4 separate regions of the Mus musculus genome follow, and regions 2, 3 and 4 are each linked to region 1. Evidence: chromatin contacts called from public HiChIP or PLAC-seq and promoter capture Hi-C data. All regions are on one chromosome and are shown on one strand. The core of a region is the stretch at or near the end of the contact, and the rest is flanking DNA. Distances in the headings are between cores, read along the strand shown. Region 1 holds the start of Mef2d (myocyte enhancer factor 2D). Region 2 holds the start of Dennd4b (DENN/MADD domain containing 4B). Region 3 holds the start of Ilf2 (interleukin enhancer binding factor 2). Region 4 holds the start of Creb3l4 (cAMP responsive element binding protein 3-like 4).

Evidence for each region. Promoter capture Hi-C pulls out the DNA fragments that hold promoters and counts their contacts. HiChIP or PLAC-seq counts read pairs in DNA pulled down with a chosen protein or histone mark. Capture Hi-C pulls out chosen DNA fragments and counts their contacts.
Region 2: a promoter capture Hi-C map of pre-B cells shows a contact between it and region 1, with 8 times the contacts expected there. The contact joins the promoter of Dennd4b here to the promoter of Mef2d in region 1. A contact is called at or near these places in 2 of 39 promoter capture datasets (liver and pre-B cells), 1 of 115 datasets of contacts at active chromatin or transcription factors (thymic regulatory T cells) and 1 of 9 other capture datasets (adipose tissue).
Region 3: an H3K27ac HiChIP or PLAC-seq map of double positive thymocytes shows a contact between it and region 1, with 6 times the contacts expected there. The contact joins the promoter of Ilf2 here to the promoter of Mef2d in region 1. A contact is called at or near these places in 2 of 115 datasets of contacts at active chromatin or transcription factors (double positive thymocytes and thymic regulatory T cells).
Region 4: a promoter capture Hi-C map of adipose tissue shows a contact between it and region 1, with 6 times the contacts expected there. The contact joins the promoter of Creb3l4 here to the promoter of Mef2d in region 1. A contact is called at or near these places in 1 of 484 Hi-C or Micro-C datasets (B cells), 2 of 115 datasets of contacts at active chromatin or transcription factors (double positive thymocytes and embryonic forebrain) and 2 of 9 other capture datasets (adipose tissue and liver).

The regions. Positions count from the first base shown.
Region 1 is chr3:88,140,638-88,144,256 of GRCm38.p6, forward strand. Mef2d (myocyte enhancer factor 2D) reads left to right here and starts at 1,735. Exons shown (of 12, transcript NM_001310587.1): 1 at 1,735-2,037.
Region 2 is chr3:90,263,053-90,266,564 of GRCm38.p6, forward strand. It overlaps Dennd4b (DENN/MADD domain containing 4B), which reads left to right and starts at 2,183. Exons shown (of 28, transcript NM_001356483.1): 1 at 2,183-2,509. It overlaps Crtc2 (CREB regulated transcription coactivator 2), which reads left to right. Exons shown (of 14, transcript NM_028881.3): 13 at 119-305; 14 at 428-1,073. The coding sequence ends at 648.
Region 3 is chr3:90,474,556-90,478,289 of GRCm38.p6, forward strand. It overlaps Ilf2 (interleukin enhancer binding factor 2), which reads left to right and starts at 1,646. Exons shown (of 14, transcript NM_026374.3): 1 at 1,646-1,690; 2 at 2,450-2,509; 3 at 2,765-2,807. The coding sequence starts at 1,686. It overlaps n-TMcat11 (a tRNA gene), which reads right to left and starts at 1,376; the gene lies at 1,305-1,376.
Region 4 is chr3:90,241,535-90,244,841 of GRCm38.p6, forward strand. Creb3l4 (cAMP responsive element binding protein 3-like 4) reads right to left here and starts at 1,609. Exons shown (of 10, transcript NM_001307934.1): 1 at 1,484-1,609; 2 at 1,188-1,302; 3 at 677-911; 4 at 398-519. The coding sequence starts at 1,298.

The sequences.
Region 1 (3,619 bases), core at 485-2,984:
AGGCTGTGTTCCCAGGCCTGTTCCTAAGACGTCTTTTCCAGCAGCCCTGAATCTCTCCAGTCTCAACATTCTGCTTTTCCCGACGTCGGGAAACAGCCGGAAAAATAAACACCCTGATGACTAAACGGTTTCTCCAGCTAGAGCCTGGGGAAGCACTAAAAATAGAGGCCACAAGTGAGGGGAGGTTCCCCACGGGGAGGGCACTTTCCCATTCTGCTCCCACCATAGCCACAAGCAGGAACAAGGCTGTGTTCTCCCAGGGCTTGGGGAAGGGCAGATGCCTTCACTCAAGTCTTGGGGGCAAACCAGACTGCTCAAGGAGTACTGGCAGCTCTGTGCCCCCACCCCCCATACTACTAGGAAAACTAAGGAGCAACATTTGGGGACCATGTGTGATCCTACATAAATCAGGCTTCTGGAAGGAGGGGCAAAGTGGAAGGGTTGAAAAGGGAGGCCGAGGGACTAGAAGCCTACGTGCTTCCTGTTTAAGGAGGTACATATATGCCTCCAAGCTCTTTGCAGAATAGTCCTATTGAACTGGCCCACTATGAGCCTTTTCTGAACTCACGCAGGCCCTAAAAGGGCTCATTTTCAGCTGAGCAGCCCGTGTGGGTCATACAGTGCAACACGAGGCACTGTACTAGTCTACTGGGAACTAAACTCACACCAAATTCACAAGTTATGTACCTGGCCTTACCACCTTCAGCTTACCCAAGAGGATGGAGAGTTAAGAGATGTGCTTTGCTCTTTTCAGAAATAGTGGAAAATTTTGAACCAAAACAGTCTGACTCCGAGATTATAAATTTTCTAACCCACCACTTGTCGCCTCTTCTCATCTCTCCCACAAGAAGCCAGAACAGGGACTTTGTTCAGTAAAGCAGACCCTAGCTTGTTGAAGAACCTCTTGCTTCTGTTTTGCTAAGGCTTTGAAGTCCACGCCAGACTCTGTCATTTCCTCAAGCTCCAGGTAGAGCCAGCCGAGGACTTGTTAGTGACAGGATGCGGACAGGAAGTCTGACGGGTTAAAGGTCCAGAAGCAATGGAGCGCACAATCTTGTTGTGAAGCACTTAAAAATTCACCACGCCCAGAGGCCGTCGGGGATTTTAAAAGATTTTTTTTTTTGAGAGAGTTATATTTCTTCAAGACAAGGCTTCTGGATGTTTCCTGTGAGGCAAGGGAGGTAGTGGTTGGGGTCCCGCCCCTTTAAATTGCCCCCTCCGTAGTTAAGTGCGCTGGGGCCCGCAGGCACTAAAAGATTAGATCACCCGAGAATTATGCACTGTAGCTTTAAATGTCTGGGCGTCAACCGAGCCGGGTCAGGGGAAAGGAGGGGACCTGTCACAGGTAGAGGGAGCAGCGGAGCTCCCCAGGTAACCACGAGATAAGAGAGCGCGATCTGGCTTCGGAGCTTTGTCACACAGTAAGTGTAGGAGCTGGGGCCTACCAACACTCTTATCTCCCCAGAACTTATTTACTTAGATCCCTGCCAACTCTGGAGCTGGGGTGCTGAGGTACCCGCAGCCTCGCTCTGTCCCGCAGGCGGAGGGATCTGGGCTCCACGCGCCGTGGTCGCGCGCCCCAAAGGGGTGGGGCGCAGGCCGCGGGCAGGGGGCGGGGTTGCGTCCCAGGCCTCCCTGCCAGGCCCCGCCCCCAGCCCTGCGGGGCCCTCCCATTGGCCCCCTGCTTGTCCATCACTCTCGTCTTTTCCCCCCCTCCCATCTCGCAAGCTAGGCTGCGCGGTGCCTACGTCGGCCTCGAGTCTGGGGCTGGAGGAGTTGCCTTTGGAGCCCGAAAGGAGGAAGGAAGCAAAATATCAACAACCGTCGAGGCGGCTTGGGCGCTCGGCTGCGTGCCTGCCGCCCGCCGCCGCCGCCCCCGCGCGCACCAGGGGGTCCCGGCCCTGTGGCGCCGCCCAGGCCGCGTGGACGCGGCGCCTTCGCTGTTTCCCGTCGGAGCTGCGGCTTCGCGTAACCGAGGATTCGGCGGACCGGGCCGAGGCTCCGGGCGCCGTGACACCCCGTCCCCCCCACGGGCTGGTGAGTCACGACGCGCGTCGGCCCCTTTAAGAACCCCTCCCCCACGCCGCGCGGCCGGGCTCAGGGTGGTCTGGAGCGCGAGGGGTGTACGGGCGCCCTGGCACGAGCGTCCCGGTCCGGGCGGGGCGACGGAGGCAGTGTTGGTGCTGGGGTGTCTGCTGTGACAGCCGCGCCTGGTACCCGAGCCCCCGTCGCCTCGCGCCTTGGCGGGCGCAACGCACGTGGCTCCGGCCGCGATTTCGCGCCCGTGGGGGCCCCCTTGGTCGGGCGTGTCAGCAACGCCGGCTGGAGAACCCCTGGACAGTAGTTTGCAGCTGTTAACACCTGGCAGGACCTCTCCAGGCCTTTCTCTTGGACGGTGCGGTGCGGGCCGAGTCAGTGCGAGTGGGGTTCGAGTGGTGAGGCTGGCCCAAGGGACTACTGTGCTCCCGGCCTCCCACCTCAGAGATGGGGCAGGGAGGCCTCCCAGAGATTCCATCGAGCCCTCGGGGTTCCCAGTGGCCCTGGACTACCCAGCTTGTCCTGAGTGCCAGTTCTGCCTACGACTGACCGGCACATTGGGGCCAGGCTAGGGGAGTACAGTGGGTGGATCCCGTTCCCTCCTGCCCTACCCGTGTGAGTTTCCTCCGAGGCCTGTTTGGCTGTGTGAGTGGTGGATCTTACCCCTCCCCCTAGCCCTCAGTGGGTCTGAGCTGCCTGACTGTGGGAAGTTTGCCGTCTGGGACGGTGACCTTGGGCTGCTCTGGCCGGATCTCGGAGAGGAGCCTACTGAGTGCGCTTGGCCTTGGGAGCTGTCCACCTTCTGTTCGTCTCCCTGTATCCGCGGTAGGTATCCGCCGAGGGGAGCATTGGCGAGTTACCTGACAGTGTTCTCAGACACCCAGCTTCTGGCCTCTGGCCACCGAGCCCCAGTGCTCAGCCTGGCTGTCCCAACTCCCATGGCCTTGCCTGTGAATGAATTTCCTTCCTGCGTCTTCCAGGATGGGGGTGGGGTGGGATGATTGTGGGAGTGGCTGAGAACCTTGTTATGTAGGGTGGTTGGGGAATTCTGGAGCTTCTGTAGAGCACTTTTCCCATATACCCCAGAAATGGACACTGAGGCTTTGGGATTTCAGTGGTCATGTTCTTTGTTTGTGACTGCTGTGCCCTTCATACATAGACCCTGTGTGTGACTGCTGCGTGTACTTTTAGGGAGTCAGGAGCTTTCATTCATTCCCATACTTACCAAAGTGGTAGAGCATTTTACTTAAGGTCACACTTCAGCTTTTGTATCAGACTTATGTCTTCCCTCTTTCTGCCATATATTTCATGTAGGGAGAGACTCTAAAGATTAAGAATAAAGACACAACAAGCCTTGCTCATGCAGGCGTGAGCCTAGAGAAGAAACAGGACCCAGACAGAAAGTATGGGAAGCCTCGTGTTGGGGGATGGGCACAGGGCTTGTGCTGCCTCTGCTAAGCCCAGTGGCTGGAACAGGGTGTGGGGGACTTGGACAGGAGGCAGGTGCAGGTTGCCCATCCCCCTCTGTGTGGTGATATGGGGCTGGAGGGCCCCAGCTCTCTGCTCTGGCTCTCTAGCTTCT
Region 2 (3,512 bases), core at 933-3,432, 2.1 Mb after region 1:
CTTTGCCTCTCTTCCTGGGTGGATGGGGCTTGCTAGGCAAAGGGGACATATCAGCAGAGCTAGGCAGGACACCCTGTTCTGAAGCCCACTTCCTTAAGGTCTGTCTGTGTGTCCCTAGCTGGAGCAATTCAACATGGAGAGCCCATCAACCAGCCTGGTGCTGGATCCCCCTGCCTTTTCTGAAGGTCCTGGATTTTTAGGGAGTGAGGGATCAATGAGTGGCCCCCAGGACCCTCACGTCCTCAACCACCAGAACTTGACCCACTGTTCCCGCCATGGCTCAGGACCTAATATCATACTCACAGGTAAGGGAGTGTGGGTGCTGGTGGAGACTGGCAGGAAGAGTTGACAGCCTCACTGCTGTGATAGGAGCTTGAGGGGTCTGGAGGTGTGGCCTGAGATCCTTACCCACCTCTTGTACACACAGGAGACTCTTCCCCAGGTTTCTCTAAGGAGATTGCAGCAGCCCTGGCTGGAGTGCCTGGCTTTGAGGTGTCAGCATCTGGGTTGGAGCTGGGCCTGGGGCTAGAAGATGAGCTGCGCATGGAGCCACTGGGCCTGGAAGGACTAACTATGCTGAGTGACCCCTGTGCCCTGCTGCCTGACCCTGCTGTGGAGGACTCATTCCGTAGTGATCGGCTACAGTGAGGGGACCTCACTGCCATCCTTCTTCATGGCCCTGTCCCATCAGTCTTCATCCCTTCCCCCTGGCCAGTAGAGACTACTCTCTGCCCCCAGATCCTTTTTCTAATATGAATGAAGGATCCTAAAACTGAGGAAAGGGAAGGGGCTTGGCCAGGTGGCCCCTGAATGCTGTATGTCTGGTGGGCTTGGGGGAATTCAAGGGAGGGCCTAAAAGCACTTGTAACTTTGAAAACCGTCTGTCTGGAGGTCAGAGCCTGTTGGGAAGCAAGGTGTAGAGGGAAATCTTGGAGAGAGGGCTTGTCCAGAAGGGATGGGCACTACCAGCCCCTCCCTATTTCTCTTCCCCTTGCAATGGAAGAGAGAGCCAGAATGGATATTATTTTTTATTAAATATATTATATGTTAATAAAAAATCCTATTAAACCTTTTGTGTGCTTGGCTATTTGGTACATGGCTGGGGACCTAAGGAGGTTTGGTGCCATAGGTTCTTTTGTGTTGCATTTTTGTTTGTTTGTTTTTTGACAGGATTTCTCTTACATAGGGCAGACTACCTAGAAGTCACACGTGCCCGTTGGCACCTTGGCTTCCTTAGTGCTAGGGCTACGGGTGTGCGTTAATCCTCTCAGAACTTTTGTGCTTGTGCGGAAGCACCATTCTCAGATTTAGGTCCCAAACTGGATGTATCCTAAAGCCTATACAGACTTCACCGAGGCAGCAGGAAGTCACCTTATGTGCCCTTGTTTGTTTAAGGCCCTGCCTGCTGCAGCATCAGGGGATGGGGCACCGTGACTAGCCTGACAAGTTACTCTTCTGAAGCCCTGGGTAAGGAGAGGCTGTTGTCCCAAGTCACAGTTGTTTCTGTTAGAAAATCCTCCCCTCTCCTGGAGGAGGCTATTGCCAGTGTTGATGCTTCTAGAGAGAAGTAAGCAGGCCTAGCTGGCTTACTTGGTTTATGTTTGGGGGACCTAAGCAATCTCATGTTCTGAGGACTGTATGTCGATTCATCCATTTCACTGCTCCATTTGGGTTTAACGCAATAGATCCTTGGGAGACAACCATGTTCCACGAAGGCTTTGTTAGACTTCACCCAGCATAGTGAAAGGAGTGCTACACCTCCACTATTCGGCTTCATGCCTTTCTTCCTCTTTTTCAATGTTCTTGTCATTTCTCGAAAGAAGAACTGAGAGTTTCTGGCTCTGGCCAGTGGGTTCTAAACGTGGAAGTGGGGAGTCACCTGGGTTTCCCAGGTCTAGGTCTTCAGGGCCTTCGCTGTGGCACAGTGGCCACATCTGACGGTAGGGCAGGACAGGAGCACCGACTCTGACTTCGGGGCCATCTGGGGTCAGTGTCTTGCTTTTTCCTCCGGGTGGTGGGAATCCGCTTGGTTGCAGGGGGCCCTCCCAGCCACCAGGGGTCGCACTGCAGGCGGCAGGGTGTTGGGCCGGCGCTAGCCAGGGTCACGGCCGCAGGCCCGGGTGTGTGGGGGGGGGCAGAATAGCGGAGGCGCCCGCGGCTCCTGGGGGGGTGGGGGGCGGGTATGAGTGGAGAAAGCAGGGCGCGTTGAAGAGCTTGGGGTCCCCAGCAACGTGGGAGCCGGGAGGACCGCGCGGCTGGAACTAGCGGTGTGGTGTGGCAGCAGTCCCCGCGTGGCGCAGCGCGCGGGGACGCTGGGACCGCCCAGATCTTCTTCCACCGTGCCCGGCGCCCTCGGCTGCTGCTTCTTCCTTCAGCCCGGGCGCGAGCGGCTCCTAAGTCGAGTGCGCCATGTCCGGGGCTGGATAGCAGCCCAGCCGCCCGCCGGCCCGCCAGCCCGCCCTCAGAGCCACCCGCCAGCGGGCCGGCTGGGGAGTCCCAGGGCAGGCAGGTAGGGGCCGGACCGGGCGGGGCGGCGGGCGGGTTAGGGCGGGCGGAGGGCGGGCGGCTCCAGGGACTGTCCCCAGCTGTTCTACGCTGCGCATCTGGTTCCGCTTCCTCCCTCCCAGAGAAGTGAAAGTGGAGGGGAGGGCGCAACCCAGAGCTAGCTAGCTGTGCTCGACATCCTACAACCTGGAGCTCCCGCGGGCGCTCAAGCCAGAGCACCCCTCCTTCCCGCCTGGGTCACGCGGCTGCTGGCGCTGCTGCCGTCACGTCCTCGGCAGTCCCCGCGCGCGCTTCTCTCGGCCCTCCGGCCTCTTGCTCAGCCACCTCCCCCGCGCCGCGCCCTCTGCCCTAGCCCCGACTTCCCGTCATTCGGCATGTGGGCGTTGGGACCCAAAGTGGCTCCAGTGCCGTTGTTTTCCCCCAAGGGAGAAGGGGCTGCATTCTATAGGACTCTTCCCTGGCTGGATAAGGGAAGGCCTGGACACACAAGTCCTGTTGATCCGGGACCACCCACTTGCCTATAGAGGGTCTCATCTAACGGCTTTTGCCTACTGTCTGGAGCACAGAACTACTATTGGCCTGCAGTGGATGAGAGAGTGAGCTGTGTCCTGGAGTTAAATCAGGAGGCTGACGCTGACTCCTGGCTTCACCTCTCAGATGTAGAGAAGCTCAAGCTAAATTTAGCTTGAGTTGGGGCATGTGTGTCCAGAGGCCAGGTTGAGAAGACAGTCGGTTTGGCTCTAGTTCTCTGAGGAAGAGCGGGAGGTTAAATAGACTGTGCATCCTGGAGACACTAAAAGCTTCCCTGCCTTGCACAGGACCCTTAGTGGGAGGTCTGCGTTGGTCTGATGCTGTGCTGGCACCTTAAACAGTACTATCCCCCCCGCCCCCCCAGCGATACCACACACCCATAGGCTGACTTATGCTGAGCTAGCGACAGCTTCCCCTTCGCAGCCATTTCAGGAAGTAGCCTCCCTTCCCCTCTGAAGCACTCTCTCAGCCTCTAG
Region 3 (3,734 bases), core at 396-2,895, 2.3 Mb after region 1:
GCCTTTTCTGAGCCACTCCCAATTAAAAGAAAACCTAGGGCTGGAGAGATGGCTCAGAAGTTAAGAGCACTGACTGCTCTTCCAGAGGTCCTGAGTTCAATTCCCAGCAACCACATGGTGGCTCAGGACCATATATCTGATGCCCTCTCCAGGCCTGCAAACATACATGCAGGCAAAATACTGTATACATAATCAATCAATCAATCTTAAAAAAAAAAAAAGAAAAGAAAAAAGGAAAGGAAAGAAAAGAAAATCTAAAGGCAAACTTAACCCATGATGGTAGAAATCCAATATGGTTACCTTTCTGAGATGATGAAAGACTTTTTGTGAGGCAGGATCTCCTATGTAGACTTACCTGGCATGGACTGGCTACATAGAATAGTTTGACCTTGAACTCTCAGATCCTCCAGCTGCTGCCTCTCAGGTGCTATAATTAAAGGCATGCTCCACCATGTTTGCCAAAATAGCGTTCTTTTTTTTTTTTTTAATTCTGTTATATTTATGTTGTGTTTATGGGTGTCACCACACCCACAACCTTTATAGTGAGGTCGGAGAACAAAATGCAGAAATCGCTGCTCTCCTTCCACCACTGTGGGTCTCAGAGGTTGAACTCAGGTTGTCGCGATTATACCTGCTGACTCACCTTGCTAACACGATAAAGTATTCCCTATTTTAATGAAGGTGCAGTTAGGTTACTTGAAAGGAATATATGCCTACGAAAGTAAGTAATACACCAATACTTGTCAGAATCACCTAACATAGCGAAGTGGGGAGGAGCTGGTGGAACTGGGGAAGAGAAATATGTGATCAAGATATATTGTATGACCCAGCACTCGGGAGGCAGAGGCAGGCGGATTTCTGAGTTCGAGGCCAGCCTGGTCTACAAAGTGAGTTCCAGGACAGCCAGGGCTACACAGAGAAACTCTGTCTCGGAAAAACCAAAAAAAAAAAAAAAAAAAAAAAAAAAAAAAGATATATTGTATGAATTTTTTTCAATAAAAAGAATCATATAATAGTAATGCTATCGAGGGAATAGTGGTGGTAAGTGGAATTAAGTTATTTCTCATATTTCCATAAGGTAAAAGTTATGTTTTCAGGTGAGGCGGCACACGCTGGAGATTGCTGAGTTTGATGACAGCTCGGGCTACACTAACGAGTATTATGTAAGTCAGGATGACCGAAAAAGACGCTATCTAAAAAAAAAAAAAAAAAAAAAAAGTTGGAGAAGAAAAAAGAATTGTATTTCTTGTTATGGAAAGGAAAATTTAATTAGATTGTCAAAATTTTAAAAACAAAGCCTCCGATAGCAGAGGATGGTTTCGATCCATCGACCTCTGGGTTATGGGCCCAGCACGCTTCCGCTGCGCCACTCTGCTACCCACTGGTAGCATTCTCTTCTTTTCCATAGAAGAGCTTACCATTCACCGCCTCAACTTCTGAACGCCCTCCGCTGTCAGTGGGGAAAATTGCCTTCATCCCTGTTATGTCTTCTTATTGGCTGGCTCCTTTACAGGGCATTTTTCATTGGTTGCTGCGTTAACCAATAAACGCGCGGGACGGAGTGAGGCGGGAGCCTATCGCGCAGGCGTTTGTTGGGACACGCCGGCCAGACGTTTCTCAGCCAGCCTAGTTCTTCCCAGCGAAGAGCGGTTGTGTGGCCTCCATTGTTCAGGATTAAGCGAGCCATGAGGTAAGTGGACAGAGGTGCTTGAAAGTTCCAGCCGAAGTCTCGGGGGCCTGGCTGAAATGGAGTCGGAGGAACAAGGGCCTGCATCTGGGCGGCCGGCGGAAAGCCTGACCGCGGGGGAGTGGAGCAGGAGGAGGCTGGCGGACTCCGGGAATCGGGCCCGGAGGGGGTCGGGGCCCAGCAGGGGGAGTTGTGTTGATACCTGGGTCTCGGGGGCCGGGAGGGGATGGAGGAGAGGTCTTAACGGCCCAGGAAGATCTCCCTCCGTGCGCAATAAGTAGGCTGGAGCGTTGCGCAATTTTCTGGTACCTAGTGTTTGACCAATAGTACATGCCTCGTAACTGTTAATGCTGTATTAATAAATGATAAGTCACTTTACTGTGCATATTAGGACTGGTGTGCCTCACGATCGTAGGTTACCTTAGTAGGGGTATGTATATCAGGTTCTGAAACTCGTATTTTCCTGATGTGAGTTTTGATAAAATCCTGAATTAGAAGTGGGGTGTGGTGTCGAAAGCTGCACTCACAGCACTTGGGAGGTAAGGCAGGAGATACATGAGATTCCGTCTCAAAAACAAGAAAAAGGAAAAGTCCAGAATTAGGATGTCATTGGGCACCATTTGGAATCTGGGAGAAGAGAGCATGAAATATCTATCCACTTCTGTAGTTCGAGGCGGTCAAGGTAAGTCAAATTGAAATAACATTGATGGTGTGATGGAGACCTTTTTCAGCGAATTGAGAGTAAAATGTATGTATTTTTAGGGGTGACAGAGGACGTGGTCGTGGTGGGCGCTTTGGTTCCAGAGGAGGGCCTGGTGGAGGGTGAGTGTGGCTGTTTGCATCTTTGCCTTGGTTTGTTTCAGTAGAAAGGGGTTTGGAGTAGATTGTTCTATTTCATTTCATGAAAGTCACGAAAAGCATTTCTTTTCCTGATGTCCTACTAAGTGGATTTGACCTTTTGCTAAGAATGATACAGCTCAGAAACTTTTCCAATTCTTAAGACAGAATTGGTTGGTGCATTGTGTACCTCTCTTGTGCTTTCTGCTTGAATAACTTTGGGTTGTTTTCATGTTTCAGGTTCAGGCCTTTTGTGCCCCATATCCCATTTGATTTTTATTTGGTGAGTATTTTGGCTTTGGAGGACTTTCCTGTTCACTTATAGGTGTAGAAATGGAGCCCCCTTGTTAATGGAGTCAGATACTGTTTGGAGTAGGATTCAAGAGTGGATCTTTTCTTTGTTTGAGTGAGGGTCTTCTGTATGATTGGCTGGCCTGGAACTCTATGAATACTTACTGAGTTGACTGCAAATTCACCATCTTCCTCCCTCAACCTCCTGAATGTTGGAATTACAGTCATGCATTCCCACATCTGGTGTAAATTTTTATTTACTTAGTATGAGTGCTAGAGATTTGAACCCAGGACCTTGAACATGTTAGATCTATATCCCTAACACCTAATTTTATTTTATTATTGTATTTATTATATGTCACTATCTACTTATAGGTATAGCTACAGGTATAACATGGCTCTAGTGGAGGCTACAAATTTTTTCCAGTTCTTGCATAACGGTGCACATCTGTCTGTAATTCTAATTTCCAAGGATCTTATGTCCCTGTTGATTTCCACAGGCTCATGCACACAGGATGCATATGCATTCACTGTGGCACTCACACATACACATAAATAAATATTTAAAAAAACAAGCCAGTTCACCAGTCAGTCTTTAAAGAGACTGTAATCCTTTTGTAATCCCAGAAATGGAAGCCTGAGCAGTAGGACCATGTTCAGAGTTCAAAGTCAGCCTGGGTTACTAGAGTGAACTGTCTCAACAAAAACAAAACATAGAAAACAGAGTCAGCAAGGTAGGAAAAATAATTCCTTTACAGTTTCATTGTAATATTTGTCTAAAAAATGTCTTTTTAAAAAATAATTTTTAGGACTTATTTATTTTGAGACAGTGTCTGTATCTATAACCTTGGCTGGCCTGGAAATCAGAGATCTGCCTGTCTCTGCCTCCACAGTTCTAAAAGTGTGTACTATATTACAT
Region 4 (3,307 bases), core at 359-2,858, 2.1 Mb after region 1:
ACCTGCTGCTGCTTCGCTATCGCTATCACCCTGTCCTCATTAGCCAGGTGGATTCCCAGGGGTCCTGTCCCAGTTCCCTTTCCTGAGCAAGGCAGAGAAAGTAGCTCTGACTGAATGTTAATGCACACTGGGTCTTGAGCTCTGACAGCAGGCTCCCTCATCGCACCTGCTAAGACTTAAATGATTCCTTACCACCCTGATCCCCTATAGTTCTCCAGCCCCTACACTTTCCGGCTCTTAGAATTGCTTGTTTCTCCTTGGCCTTCAAAACCACTGCTACCAAAAGTGGGGCAAACCAGTTCCTCATTAGTGTCTCCTCCCTTTTCCCCCATGCCCCCACTCATATGAGGGCATGTATACTGGGGGAACATCAGTTCTGGTTGGCGTCGAGACTTACCATGGCTGCAGGAGGTGCTGGGGCTCTGGTGCTGACCCTAGGCAGGATATGTCTATGCGAATCGGAGGGCAGTCCACTGACTGTGCATGCATCAGGGACCATAAGTGCAGGGGTCCACTGATCTGAAAAAAGATACAGAGACTGGGACAAAGGAGTCAGAAGGCTGTGGTAAGGGCGGGGACTGGGCAGTGGCACAGTTTGGGAACCTTCTCCCCTTAATCTCACCACCAGGGCTGGGCCTGAAAGGGGCGTTGCCCTATTTCCAAAAAGTACACTGACCTATCTGAATAGAGATGAGTCCGAAGGTTGGCCCAGCTTCCCGCTGAGTTCCCTGTAGGGTCCCTGAATCATAGACAACCTCATAGAGGGCAGGGGAACTGGAAGCCTGTTGGGCAGGGGAGCCAGGATCTTCAGAGACCCCACTGTCCCTACCAGGAGATGTTTCTGAGCAGTGTATCATATTGGGATCGATAAAGAGGTTCAGGAAATCGTCAGGTTCACTCTTCTGAAGGCCCTATAGGAGGAGAGGGTACGCATGTCTGCAAAGAAGTACCTTGACAGTCTTACCTGACAGTAGTCTTAGATCCTTAATGCTTCAATGCTATCCCTTCTTGGACATAGGAAGAGTAACAATACGCGTCTATTTCGTGGGCTCTATTATGAGAACTCTTTCTTTGTGACGACTTAAGGCTTCTAGTCAGAGTTCTCTCAACCTAACTCCCACTTCCATTGAACAGCCTGGGCTACAGCCCCTACTCATCTCCCAGCTTTGCAGCCCCTGTTCTTGTACCCTGGTCACCGGGACCTTTGACGCGGGACCGTTGAATCCCAGCTCCAGGAAGGATCCCGTCGAGAAGATATCTTCTGGGGGTTCCAGCAACTCAGGGCACCCGAGCTCCATGTTTCTGCATGGGAGGGAAAGTTATAAGGAAGGTGGTGGCTGCCCTCGCCTCTGAAGCTACGGGCTCCTCGGCATTTTCTCCGTTAGTTACTCTTTTCCTCTGCTCTCATGAGGCAGCCCCTCGGAGGAGAACACACTTCAGGCCTTATCTTTGGGTTCAGAAAAATAGCCCCACTGGGTATTACCTGTTTTATTCTCTTTAGTTGTTGTTCGGAGAACTTTGCTCTGCCAAACCAGCCTAGCCCGCTGAAGCCCCAAACACTACACCTTTTCTTTCCACCAGGATCTGTATCCTGGTCCTGCCCAATCAGGCCCCGCCCACTACGCTGTCCGTGGAGTTTGGGGTAGGAAAGGGTGGGGGAAGGGAGAGGGTTGGGTTGCACCTGGCCAGGAACCACTGTCGGGACCTGCATCTGGGAGTAATATTAAGACACTGTCCATGTGCAAACAGAAATAAAACTATAGGTACCCACACCCTTTCTGTCAGTTTTCTCAGTGCTAGTAGATCTTGCTGCGGGCTTGATGTCTCGTCAGCAAAGAGTTGAGATAGTAGTGACTGGTACACAGGATTCCCAGGTGTCTGTTTCGAAGCCACAATCTTTACAAGTGGGAGACCCATCTCAGGGTAGAGAAAGAAACCAAGATTTTGAAGGCATCCTCCATCCCAGCTCCGGCCCCCTGCGCCACAAGGCATTCTTCCACTGGTGAATCCTAATTGGGCATTGAAGACTTAGGACCGGGTTTCTAGCCAATGGCTGACTATCTCGAGGCTCACGCCCTCGCGGTTAGCAACAATAGACCAGCAGAAAAGAATCCCAGAAGTAATTTGGCAGGGCTCCGGGTTCCAGCCAGAGGCCCCTACTTATATTGTAGGAAAGTTGAGCTAAAGCTTCCGTGCTGAGGGTAGGAACCGCACAGAGGTTGTTTGGGTTTGAGTTTGTTTACCTCGTGGTTCTGAGGCCCCAAGTTATTACTTAGGCAGACCTGTAGCCTGTGGACCAGGATTCCACTTTCTGGCAGCTACCTGTGCAATCGGCCTATGTGGATCCAGGAACCGGGTTACACATTGCTGCACTTTGGGGACCCTGCTAACCCATGCGGGGGGACACAGGACAGGGAAACTGCCATACATTAGCCAAACATTTACTTTTGGTTTGAAATCTTATTGTTTCCTTAAACTATTAGTTTTATGTATAGTTTTGTGTTTTGAAACAGGAGTGAGGAGGTCTCATTTCTCAGGGTGGCCTCCTGAGTAGCTGATACTGTATCAGTGTAGCTTGAAACCTGTTTCAGAGGTTGTGTGGGAGTGCATGCCAGTAATTTTCATGCCCAAGAGGCTTACCAGAAGTGTCTCTGCTGCCAAGGCCAGCCTGGGCTACATAAGATCCTGTTTCAATTAATCCCAGCATTCAAGAGGCAGAGGCAGACTGCTCTGGCCTCAAGGTCTACAAAGTGAGTTCCAGGACAGCCAAGGGTACACAGAGAAACCCTGTCTTGAAAAAAAAAACCAAAAACCAAAACAACAAAACCACAAACAAAAAAACCCAAAAGTACCAATTATCTATTCAGTGATGTGTCCAATAAGTTCTATTTTTCTTACCTCACACTTACAGCTGCCTTCTTGTCAGAAAGTATCAGATGGTGGAACAATATTAAAGGAGAGTTGGAGGAGAGCTGATGAAAATGAGGCTTTAATTTTGAGCTGTTTGCTTGTTCATTTTTTTTTAAAGCAGGATTTCATTGTTTATTCTGGCTTGTTCATTAGTTTTGTTTTTTTGAGGCAAGGTATCACTGTGTGTTCCTAACTTGTTTGTCTGTTGTTGTTTGGGTTGGTTGAGGCAGGGTCTCACTGGAGTTGTGAGATCATTATAATTTCCTTTTCCTTCCTCCTTTCTCTTTTCTTTTAGTGTAAGGGCAGACACTCACAGGCAGTAGAGGGGAGATGGCTCACGTGCCACTCACTGATCACCATGGAGGCCAGAGGACAGCTCTCAGATGTCAATCTTCTC